Regions from separate parts of the Mus musculus genome. Here region 2 is linked to region 1. The links are chromatin contacts, called in public HiChIP or PLAC-seq maps. All regions are on one chromosome and are shown on one strand. Each heading gives the region's core, a stretch centred on a gene start, on an enhancer-like site or on the middle of the called end of the contact. The rest is flanking DNA. Distances are from core to core; before and after follow the strand shown. Region 1 holds the start of Mmd2 (monocyte to macrophage differentiation-associated 2). Region 2 has its middle 10 kb from the start of Gm52793.

The links. HiChIP or PLAC-seq counts read pairs in DNA pulled down with a chosen protein or histone mark.
Region 2: a contact with region 1 is called in an H3K4me3 HiChIP or PLAC-seq map of stem cell-derived neural progenitor cells, with 18 read pairs. The contact joins the enhancer-like site here to the promoter of Mmd2 in region 1. A contact is called at or near these places in 6 of 39 promoter capture datasets (the C10 cell line, HPC-7-derived erythroid cells, cranial neural crest and 3 more), 3 of 484 Hi-C or Micro-C datasets (B cells, embryonic stem cells and nephron progenitors) and 1 of 115 datasets of contacts at active chromatin or transcription factors (stem cell-derived neural progenitor cells).

The regions. Positions count from the first base shown.
Region 1 is chr5:142,605,685-142,611,566 of GRCm38.p6, reverse strand. Mmd2 (monocyte to macrophage differentiation-associated 2) reads left to right here and starts at 2,815. Exons shown (of 7, transcript NM_175217.6): 1 at 2,815-3,009. The coding sequence starts at 2,960.
Region 2 is chr5:142,840,996-142,847,479 of GRCm38.p6, reverse strand. No RefSeq gene overlaps it. Among named protein-coding and RNA genes, the nearest start is that of Gm52793, 10 kb to the left of the region's middle. Within about 2 kb of position 5,194, at least 85 of the 459 cell types and tissues checked have an H3K27ac peak or open chromatin away from gene starts, as enhancers often do. A contact at or near this core is called in stem cell-derived neural progenitor cells, where this site is marked.

The DNA.
Region 1 (5,882 bases), core at 1,566-4,065:
CCAACTCAATTAGGATATATAAATATACATAATATAAATAATAGTCTTCTAGCCATTCCTTCTGCCTCTTTTTCTCTTTCTTTTCTTTTTCTTTTTTATCCCCCCCTCCTCCACCCCAGTTTTAAGACAGGGTTTTTTTGTGTAGCCCTAGTTGATCTTGAACTCATTCTGTAGATCAGGCTGGCTTTGAACTCAGAGCTCTGTCTGTTTCTTCCTCCCAAGTGTTGGGATTAAAGATGTGCACCACCACTACTTGGCCTTCTGCATCATTTTTAAAATTAGTTTTTAAAGTTAGCATAAAGAGTAATTAGTTTAATTGTGACATTTTTGTTAATTTTTTTTCACTCCTATATATTGGGAACTGAATTCAGGGGCTCACACACGCTAAGTAGACTTTCTACTGGTAAGCCACACCCTAGCCTCTCACTGGGGGATTCTAGGCAGGGGCTCTACCACTGAGCCACACCCCCAGCCCCTCACTGGGGGATTCTAGGCAGGGGCTCTACTACTGAGCCACACCCCAGCCCCTCACTGGGGGATTCTAGGGAGGGGCTCTACCACTGAGCCACGGTCCCAGCCCCTCACTAGGGGATTCTAGGCAGTGATCTACTGGGAGTAATATGCCCTGCTCTCTTTTGATTTCTTCATTGAGATAAGATCTTGCTAAATTGTCCTGGCTTTCTTTGTATCCCATGTGGTGGGATGAGCATGTTAGATGTCTTGAATTTCTAAGCCAGCAACTGAGGCTGGTCAGTCTTACATGTAAGCACCCAGGGTCCTCCTTTTTGCCTCTTCCTTCAGCATCTTCATCCTCCCCACCCCTCCCCCAGGTACTGCCACTCCTGCCATGATCTCCTCGCTCTGCACCATCTCCCTGTAGCCCTCTGGCTTTGCCCACGCCCGGCCCAGCAGAGGAAGGCAGAGGTGGACCAGGCAGTCTTCTGTCAGTCTGCTTCTTCTTTCTGCTCCCTTGACCCAGAAGGTGTGGGTGTTCTTTTCTCAGCATTCCAAACAAGAACTAGAGCAAGGCCACTTAGGAGGCCTTGTTCCCAGCCACTTGGGAGGCCGAAGATAGGAGGATCACAAGTTCACTGTCAGCCTGGGCTACAGAGTGGGTTCAAGGCCAGCTTGAGTAAGTTTGCCTGGCTATCTGAAAAAAAAAAAAAAAAAAGTGAAAGGGGACCAGAGATGTAATCTAATCATGGAGTGTCCATCTAGCATGTGCTGGAGCCTGAATTCAACCTGTAGCACTGGGTAAAAATAAGCAAATTGAGACGATCAGGGGGCTATGGACTTAGGAAGGGGGAAGCCATGGTGGAGGAGGAGAGGACTTGTCGTCAATTTGGGGACCCATCTGGTCACCTTGCATACATGGTCAAGAAGCAGAGAGATGCTGGGCCGGGGTGATGCACACCTTTAATCCCAGCATTGAGGCAGAGGTAAGTGGATCTCTGAGTTCAAGGGCAGCCTGGTCTACAGAGTGGTAGCCAGGGCGACCCAGAGAAACCCTATCTCTAAAAACAAAACCGCCACCACCAACAACAAAAAGAATCTAGGAGACAGGAACTCTGGCATTAAGTTCACAATATTTCTTTTATTCAAGGCCAGCCCCCAGCCCAGGATCAAGGTCCAGCTCACATTTAGGGGTGGCCTTCCTTCCCTTACCCAACCAATAAGATCCCTCACAGACATGCCCAGAGGTTGTATCTTTGGTGATTCTAGATCCTGCCAAGTGGAAAGTCAACAATAGTAGCTGTCATGAACACCAAAGACCATCTTGCCCCTGCAGCTCCCTCAAGGGGTGTTCAAAATGTTCAGAGACAGATTGGGTTCCCACGTCCTCCAAAGATGTCACGCCCCCCCCTAAAGCAGAAAGCTGAATCTGGTGGCTGGTGAGCCAGCTCAACAGGTAAAGATGCTTGTCTTCAAGCCGGAAGACCTGAGTTTTGTCCCTAAGTTGTCCATGGTGTAGGAACAAAGCTAACTCCTGCAAGTTGCCTTCTGCCCTCTACACGCATGATAAATACGTAACTGCAGGCGGCTGGAGAGCTTGCTCAGCGGTTGAGTGCTTCCTGTGCATACAGAGGATTGGAGTTCGAATCCCAACACCCGCTTCGGTTGCCTCACAACTGCCCCTAACTCCCGCTCCTGGGGATCCCAGACTTCTTATCTCCACACACTTGCACTCACATATGCACATAGCCCCACCCCCACCCTGCGCACATATACACACATAAATTAAAAATAAATGCTTTAAAATATTAAAATGCAATAAAGTAATAATAAAAAGAAAACTGGAGTTTGAAGACATGAGGATAGACTTGGGGCTGTAGATTCTGAACATGATGGAATGTCCCCATCTTGGTACTGGGATGTGGATGTGAATGGGGATTGGGGCAGGGGGCAGGGGGGAGGGGAGCAGCGGCGAAGGTGGAATGGGAGGGGGTGGAGCAAGATGGTTCCTAGAGACACAGAGTCCTGGATGGTAGGGTGGATTCAGGGCTAAGAGCCTGCAATAAGTAAACTGAGGGTGCCACCTAGTTCGGTCCCCAGGCGTCCCCTGTGGCTTTGCAGTGCTGCCCGGATGGCAAGCCGTAACAGAGGCAGTTCAGTCTAGTCCAAGCTGTCTTCTGCTGGCTAGAACAGCAATGGGGTGGAGGGGACCCGGGGAGAAGCTAGCAGGAGGGAGGGGGCCTCCCAGCCGGGCGATTGGCAGCGTGCGCCCAAGTCCCCCCCATATCCCGCCCCCGCCCCGCCCCCGCCACCATCTGCTCGGGATTTGCGATCCGGGAGACTCCAGGCTCAGGGGCTCGGGGCTCCGGAGGCAACTGATCGGGTCTGTTCAAGGCCCTGGAGCAGCCCGAGGATCTGACACCTTTCCAACCTGCTGCGCCTCCCGAAGCGGCTCCTGGTGTTCCCGCGTCCCAGCCCTGGTCTGGGCGCTGATGGAACCGCGGCGATGTTCACTCTGGCCAGGCTGCTGGATTTCCAGAAAACCAAATATGCAAGGTGAGTAGCGGGTCAGGGGGTGATAGACAGGGGCCAGGACACCAAGATCCTTCTTTCCTTTCCCCACTGTCTGGAGAACTGGGCTCGATGCACAGACCCCGTTGCCTGGGGCTAGAACAACCCAGCTTCTTCATAACGGAGTGGTAATTGTCACCCCGCTTTTGCGCTCAGCGCAGCGGATTCTCCGAGTTTCCTTTTTCCCCTGGGCGAGGTGCTTCTTCGGTCCAAAGCTCAGTTTCCACATTTGCGACCCGGTGAACTCTGAGAGTCTCCACCATTCGGAACCACGGAGGATTATATGAGATGATCCTTAGAAAGCAAATCTAAGGGTGGGGGAACTGCTCCATCCCTGTGGAGCTCTCTGGGGTCCTCCCTGAACCCAGATTTCTTTTCTTTTCTTTCTTTTATTTTATTTATTTATTTTTTGAGTCAGGTCTCACTATAGTAGTCCTGGCTGGCTTGGACCCTCCTTTGTAGACCAAGCTGTCCTTTGACCTCACAGAGCTCTGTCTAGCTCGGGAACACTGGTCCTTCTTTTCCTGTTTTCGAGACAGTCTTGCTACATACCCTAGGCTGGCCTTGATCTCACTATGTAGCCCAGGCTTGTCTTGAACTTAATTCTTCAGCCTTAGCCCCCCTGGATGCTGAAATTAGGGCTGGGACTCACAAGAGTATATTTTAGTTAACATTTTGTATACCTGATTCCCATCTGAACACGTTAGTTGTGAGTTATTTTGCATTGTGTTTTTTTAATACGAAGTTTTCATTATCTGGTGTGCATTTTGATTTGATTTGGTTGTCTTGAACGAGTATCATTATTATTACTATTATTTTTATTGCATGTGGGGTTGTGTACCCCACACATATATGGAGGTCAGACAATGTTGTGGAGTTGAATCTTTCCTTCCCACTATCTATGAATTCCAGAGATTGAACCCTGGTCTCCAGGCTTTTGTGGCAAACTCCGTGACTTGCTGAGCCATCTTGTCATGCCTTTCCTAGTCCTTTTTTTAATTTTATTTTTAAAAAATGTCTCATTCTATAGCCTAGTAGCCCAGGCTTCTCTGAAACACACTATGTGGCCCAGGTCAGCCTTACACGGACAGCAGTCCTTTGGCCTCAGCCTCCTGAAGGCTGGGATTACAAGTGTGGGCTGGTATGCCTGGCTGCTCATGGAGATGTGATTGCCTCTGTGGCGGATGGAGAGATAGGCCTTTGAGAAAAGACCCGGTCGTAGGAGATAGAACTGTTTCACTTGAGTAAATGGTGAGCCTCCAGGCTCACCATTTCTCTGCACACTTGCAGATTTACTGCCCCAGAACTGAAGCCAGCAATAGACTTGGATGTTCCAGTCTCCAGAGCCTCTGTTCTGTGGATCCTAAGCTGGTCCCTAACTCACAGCTGGGGATGGTCTCAAATTCCCGATCTAAGTGCTGGGTTAGGTTTATGGATGCAATGCTGGGGACTGAACCCAGTGCCTTGTGCATGGTAGACGAGTCTACTGAGCTACTTCCCCGGCCCACAAACTTCTAATTCTTTCAGCTAGCATGTCTCGGGTGTTCTGTTCCGGCAACGGAAAGCAGATATAGGGCTGGAAAAAGAGCCCAGCTGGTAGGGTGTTTACCACTCAATAATGAGAGCCTGAATTTGAACCCCAATGCTCAAGATAGAAAGCCAGATGTGGTGGCATCCTTGTGATCCTAGTGCCCTGGAGGAGGAGACAAGCAATGCCCGGAGCTTGCTGGTCATCCAGCCTCAAGTACTTAGGCCTTGGGTCCCAGTGAGATGCCCCTGCCTCAAAAACAAGGTTGGTATCCCCCAAGGAACAACTGACCCTCTGACCTCCTTATATACACATGCACACACACATATCCATATATGTGTATATACTGCCTTCCATGAACATGCATATATACCCCCCCACACGAAGATAATGGACAAACTTAGATAAGGTTGGGGAAGGAACATTGAGTGTTTCTTCGTCCTACCAATGTTATCTTTCCCCCTCTTTCATTTCTCCCTTCTTTCCCCCTTTCTCTCTCTCCCCCCTCCTTGTTTTGATAGCGAGACGCTGGGAGAAGAAACTTTGGGTTCTTTTGATTTATTATAATGCTTTATTATATCTTTTGATTTATTATAATGCTTTATTATATTTTTACGTGTGGGCGGGGGGGGGGTGCCAAGGCATCCGTGTGGAGGTCATGGAACAACATGAGGGTCTCTGCTCTCTCTTTCCACCATGTGGGTGACAGGGATTAAACTCAGATTGTCAGGGTTGGCAACAAATACCTTTGCCCACTGAGCCATCTTGATGGTCCCGGCTTTGAAGTCCTAAGTGATTGCTAGCAGACACAGACCGGGCTTCATTTCTTTGGTGATTTTTCAGTTTTCTGGTCTGTACAGATGATAAAACCTGCCTTTTGTTTGATATGCGACTTTTAATTAGTTTCCCAGTTGGATGAACCCTGAAGCTCAGTTCTCAGACTTTGTTTTGGTTTTGAGACAAGGTCTTGCTATGGAGACCAGGTTGGCGTGGGACTTACAGAGATCTGCCTGCTTCTGTCTCCCAAGTGCTGGGACAAAAGACTTGCACTACCACATCCTGTGGTCAGCACATTTGCTCTTACTGTGACCAATAAAATCTTCTCCCTGAGACAGAATCAGCTTTGAGTTTCATTCCTGGGACATGGGCTTCTTTGGAGATGTTTATACGAGTCTATATCATGGGACCACATGACTAAGGCTCCTTCTGCAGCATTATAGCTTCATGTTGGCTCAGTTCAGACATGAGGACTGGGGGCTGCTGGTCTCCATTTACCTTAATAGTCATTAGCAGACTCAAACCTGTAACTAGGTGTGGCACTCACACTTCG
Region 2 (6,484 bases), core at 3,945-6,444, 230 kb before region 1:
ACCATCCATAATGAGATCTGATGCTCTCTTGTGGTGTGTCTGAAGACAGCTACAGTGTACTTACATATAATAAGTAAATAAATCTTTAAAACAAAAGCATTCTCCTTTAAAAAAAATTTTATTTTTGCTGGGCGTGGTGGCGCATGCCTTTAATCCCAGCACTCGAGAAGCAGGGGCAGGCAGATTTCTGAGTTCTAGGCCAGCCTGGTCTACAAAATGAGTTCCAGGACAGCCAAGGCTATACAGAGAAACCCTGTCTCGAAAAACAAAACAAAATTTATTTTTATGTTTTGTCTGTCTGTCTTGTCTGTTTTCCCAGAAGAGGATGTTCAATCTCCTGGAACTGGAGTTACAGACAGTTGTTAGCTGCTCCGTGGCTGCTGGGAATCTCACTCAGGTCCTCTGGAGGAGCAGTCAGTGCTTTTAATCCTAAAGCTGTCTGTCCAACCTCCACCCACTTATTTTGGAGACCAATCTCACTATGTAGCTTTTGTGGGCCTGGAACTGAGTCTGTAGAGCAGGCTAGCCTCTAAGTTACTGAGATCTGCCTGCCTCTGCCTCCAGAGCTCTGCGATTAAATGTGTGTGCCCACCACTGCCCAGCAATCCCCAGGAGCCAAGGAGGCAGTGGCGTAGCCATTTCTCCCAGAAGGCCTTGAAGTGACCTTGTAGCATTCAGGTGCCTCTTTTTTGGTTTAGGTTTGTGCTGTTTTGTTGTTGTTGTTGTTTGTTAGTTTGTTTGTTTTTGTTTTTTGAGACAGGGTTTCTCTGTGTAGCCCTGGCTGTCCTGGAACTTACTTTGTAGACCAGGCTGGCCTCGAACTCAGAACTCAGAACTCAGAACTCGAGTGCTGGGATTAAAGGTGTGCACCACCACGCCCGGCTTTTTTTTTTTTAAGATTTATTTATTATTATACATAAGTACACTATAGCTGTCCTCAGATACTCCAGAAGAGGGCATCCGATTTCGTTACGGATGGTTGTGAGCCACCATGTGGTTGCTGGGATTTGAACTCAGGACCTTCAGAAGAGCAGTCGGCGCTCTTAACCACTGAGCCATCTCGCCAGCCCGTGCTGTTTGTTTTTTCGTGCTGTTTGTTTTTTGAGGCACAGTCTCATGTAGTCCAGGCTAGCCTCATGATGTAGCTGAGGGTGACCTTGAAAATTTTGACACATGCTGCCATGTAAGTGAAATCTTGGGGATACATGGCTAAGTGGAACAATATAGACCTGAATCCCACTCATAGGGGATCCCAGGAGTCCTCCAATTTGTGTACACAAAAAATAGAATTCTGGGTGCCAGGGGCTGGGGAGAGGTTTAATAGGGACAGGGTTACAGTTTGGGAAGTAGGCACTTATCCATGGTTAAAGTAAGAAACCGTATGGCAGCCAAGTACAGTGGCGCACACCTTCGATCCCAGAAGGATATCTGAGTTTGAGGTCAGCCTGGTCTGCATAGTGAGTTCCAGGACAACCACAGCTAACATAGTAAGACCCTGTCTCAAAAACAAACAAACAAAAAAGAAACTGTATGGTATGTGTTTTATACTACAGTTTTTTAAAAGGTTAAAGGTTGGGGGAGTGGCTCAGCTGTGAAGTGCTTACTTAGCATTCCTCAGTAACACATAGTAGGCGTGGCTCAGTGGTAGAGCCCCTGCCTGGAATCCCCCAAGGAGGGGCTGGGGTGTGGCTCAGTGGTAGAGCCCCTGCCCAGAATCCCCTAGTGATGGCTGAGGCGTGGCCCAGTGGTAGAGCCCCTGCCTAGAGTCCCCCAGTGATGGGCTGGGGGCGTGGCTCTGTGGTAGAGCCCCTGCCTGGAATCCCCCAGTGATGGGCTGGGGGCGTGGCTCTGTGGTAGAGCCCCTGCCTAGAGTCCCCCAGTGATGGGCTGGGGGCGTGGCTCTGTGGTAGAGCCCCTGCCCAGAATCCCCTAGTGATGGCTGAGGCGTGGCCCAGTGGTAGAGCCCCTGCCTAGAGTCCCCCAGTGATGGGCTGGGGGCGTGGCTCTGTGGTAGAGCTCCTGCCTAGAATCCCCCAGTGAGGGGCTGGGTGTGGCTCAGTGGTAGAGCCCCTGCCTAGAATCCTCCAGTGAGGGGCTGGGTTGTGGCTCAGTGGTGGAGCTCCTGCCTAGAGTCCCTCAGTGAGGAGCTGGGGGTGTGGCTCTGTGGTAGAGCCCCTGCCTAGAATCCCCTAGTGAGGGGCTGGGGGCATTGCTCTGTGATAAAACGTTTCTTCACTTAGACAAGACTGTTAAGTTCTATGCTCAGCACCTTCCAAAGGACACAACCCTGTGGGGAATTGCAGGCTGGTCTCCAGTTGAGCTGAGGTCTGAACCCTGGTGGTGATAATTCACCTTCATGACAAGGTAGGCGTTCCCTCATGCTCCTGGAACTCTGGCCCCAGGTAGGGTTGCCCCTTGGCCACCCCCTGAAGAGTGGAATAGAGGAATGCCCACCCAGATATGAGTAGAAAGGGTAGGTAGCAGCCCTCCCACGCCTGACGGACCAGAGAATAGGTGGAACTCTGGCGGGGTGTGGGTCTTTCCCTTCCCCCACTCCCCTCAGGCCCCCTTTTTAAGTTCCCAACACAACCCAACTGAACAGATTAACAGAGGGACAAAAAGAGAAAGAAACAGAGGGGAAAGCCCACTTGGTGGACAGGTAGACACATCCCTCGTCCCACAGTTTGGGAGGAGGCCAAGGCCAGATTATGACAAATTCAAGGTTATCCCAGCCATACTGTGGGACTCCGTCTCAGTGACAAAAAGGAGAGATGACTGTGCTGCAAGGTGGCTAGGCAGGCGAGGAGCTTTACCAAGCCTGATACCATGTGAGCTTCGTCCCTGAAACCTACAAGGTGACTCGGTGGAGAGAGCAGCGACCCCTACAGGTTGCCCTGACTTTTGCATGTGCGCAGTAATACCTAAGGACAGTCATACACATACACCCACAGAAGTAAATGCATGCAACTTAAACAAATTTTTTCTTCGAGACAGGGTTTCTCTCTGTAGCCCTGGCTGTACTGGAACTCGCTCTGTAGACCAGGTTGGCCTTGAACTCAGATCGCCTGGCTCTGCCTCCCTGGTGCTGGGATTACAGGTGCAGGCTACCCTCTGGAGTGACGGTCACTATACATGAGCCCCTAACCTGATGTGGTCCAGTGCGGGAAGCGGGTGCGGCCGCAGGCCCCGTAAAACCCACTTGTTTACTGCCTTGCCCGAGCATGCGCAGTGAGGCTGTATGTGTGGGCTGTCCAGCTTCCTAACACCCTGGGCTTTTCTAGGGAAAGGGGGAGGGTAGAGTGATCTGTCACATGTGCAGAATTCAGTGGCAAGTAGACAGCTCATCCTGGACCCTCCTTCCCATGTTGGCAGCTTCTTCTAAGGTCAGCTAAGTCAGCTTAGTTTGAGACTTTGGGGGCCATCACCTGCACTTGTAACTCATTTACACATCACGCCTCTGAGTTGATGGCCCAGAACAAAATCACAGAGAGACAAATCCCTAGGTGTGGCCCAACAAAGAGAAGAGGTTGGCCCCATGGTCACTACCCAACCATCAACATCCTTTAAGCTCACACTGTCCGGTGTAGGTGGGGCAGCTGAGGCCCTGATGCAGGTGAAAAGGCCACAGGTGAACGTAAGACAGGCAGAGAGGGGCTGGAGAGATGGCTCAGCGGTTAAGAGTACTGAATGCTCTTCCGAAGGTCCTGAGTTCAAATCCCAGCATCCATATGGTGGCTCACAACTATCTGTACTGAGATCTGATGCCCTCTTCTGGAGTGTCTGAAGACAGCTACAGTGTACTTACATTAAATAAATAAATAAATAAATAAATAAATAAATAAATAAATCTTATATTAAAAAAAAAAAAGGCAGAGAGGATGCAGGCCTCGAGGCAGGTGAGGAGCTTTACTAAGCCTGATACCGTGTGAGCTTCGTCCCTGAAACCTACAAAGTGACACGGTGCCTCTGTGCCCTTTCTCTCTGTCAGAAGACTCACAGGGGAGATAGACCAGGTTCATAGCTAGCTAGCTGCTGCTTTGAAGGTAGCCTCTCTGGGATGGTCTCATGTAGCCCAGGCTGGCCTTGATCTATGTAGCCAAGGATGACCAGGAAACTTTTTGGTTTTCGTTTTTTGTTTGTTTTTCAAGATTTATTTATTTATTTAATGTATGTGAGTACACTGTAGCTGTACATATGGCTGTGAGCCTTCATGTGCTTGTTGGGAATTGAATTCTAGGACCTTGGCTCTCTCTGATCAACCCCGCTCGCTCTGGCCCAAAGATTTATTTATTATTATACATAAGTACACTGTAAGCCGGGCATGGTGGCGCACGCCTTTAATCCCAGCACTCGGGAGGCAGAGGCAGGTGGATTTCTGAGTTTGAGGCCAGCCTGGTCTACAGAGTGAGTTCCAGGACAGCCAGGGCTCTACAGAGAAACCCTGTCTCGAAAAATAAACAAACAAAAAACAAATAAGTACACTGTAGCTGACTCCAAAGGCACAAGAAGAGGGAGTCAGATCCCATTATGGGTGGTTGTGAGCCACCATGTTTTTGCTGGGAATTGAACTCAGGACCTTCGTAAGAGAAGTCAGTGCTCTTACCCCTGAGCCATCTCACCAGCCAAACCTGGAATTTCTAATTCTCTTGCCTCTACTTCCCAAGTTGGGGGGGGGTTATGGGTATGCAGCACTGTGCATGGCTTATGGGGACCCAATCCAGAAAGTGTGCGTGCTAAGTAAGCAGGTTATCAACGGAGCCCCCCTGTACTTTCCTGATTTTTGTAATAGAGGATCAAGACAGCAGGGGACAGACCCAAGAAGCTGTGACCCTTCACCCTGTCTGCCACCAATCACCTAGGTGACCCTTCCCCATATCAGCTTCATGGAGGTGCTGGGAGCCTCTGCTGTGGTCGCTATAGAGACAGGGCAAGTGGCCAGCAGGTGTCACCAAAGTCCGCAGAATCCAGAGGAACCATAAAGATGGTGGGGGGCGCTGAGGCCCCTCTCCCCCCAGGTCTCTTCTAAGCACTAAGAGCGATCATCCCAGACTGCTACAGGTAAAACTGTCTGCTGTGGACAGGAGCGACCTACCATCAGCCATCAGCGTGCGCACAGCCCAGGACAACAAAGAGGAAGGGAAGTATCCCTTTCCCTGCTGTGGAGAATTAACAGGGCTCCAGGTGGTCTGGATGAGTCATGGGGTTTGTTCTCTTTGTGAAATTGTGACTAAGGCTGGCCTGGAGCAGGGTGTAACACAGGGACTGTTCTTGGCTTTGTTTTGATTGGTTGGTTGGCTTTTCTGAGACAGGGTTTCTCTGTGTAGCCCTGGCTGTCCTGGAACTCACTCTGTAGACCAGGCTGGCCTGAAACTCAAGAAATCCACCTGCCTCTGCCTCCCAAGTGCTGGGATTAAAGGCTGTGCACCACCCTTCACCACACACCCAGCTCATGGCTGCTCTTGTTTTTCAGGGCTCCAAGTATCTCTAGTAGGAAGCTATTTACCCTGGTAGGCCGGGCACAGGGAGGCTTCATCTTAACCTCACCATCAGTCCACACAGAGCCAGATCTGCCTTCTTCTGGCCCGCATGGACCTCCTGATGTGGCCCCCTGAACTCTGAGCTCTGAATCTAGGACTCACGCTTTTTTGGTTCTCAGTCATCATGGGCTGGAGAGACCAGAACACTCACCGGATACTAGGGTCTCTCAACCCTATTCATCTCCCTGAGAGTCTGGCAAGTTTCTGGCTTGGGGCCTCAGTGTGAGGTCTTTCTCAGTCCCCATGAGGCCCACACTGTTCTTAAATGAATTCTTAGCCATGCCAAAAAGTGAAGCAACCACACAGTAAGTGGTATTTGGATCACAACAGCAGCTTCTACTCCGTCCCTGAACTTTCTAGGGGAATGCACGTCTTGTTTGGTGGTTGCTATGGTCCCTGGGGCTTAATCAGGAGCAGGAAGGGCCTGGCTTCTCACTGTAAGAACCAACTTCTGCCTTTTCCTGGAACCTAAGTGCAAAGCTTTGGGAGGATGTGTCCCCACCCCCGAGCCCCAGCCACTGGGAAGGGTTGATACTTGTTGATCTACAGTATCGTATAAAATAGGCAGAGTGCAGGGCTATTATTCTAGCACTTTCGAAGGTGGAGACAGCACACCTCCCCATTGTCTGCCTATCTATCCATTCTGTTGCCTATATGTCCGTTCATCATCTATCCATCCATCTGTCCACCCACCAAACCACCCATCTATCAATCCGTTCATCTATCCACTGTCCATCTATCCTTTCATTCCCCCATCTGTCTCCCTACCTACTAAATATCTGTCGGGCATGTGGAACTGTGTTCCCAGACAGACATAAGAACTGGCAAGGCTGGGTGAGCTCAGACCCCAGGAATCTCAGAGATCTGAGACCAGTTGGAGTGGACCTGTCTGTATACTTGCTCTGAAACCTGTAACCATGACACCCCACTGAGGACCATGGCCTCTG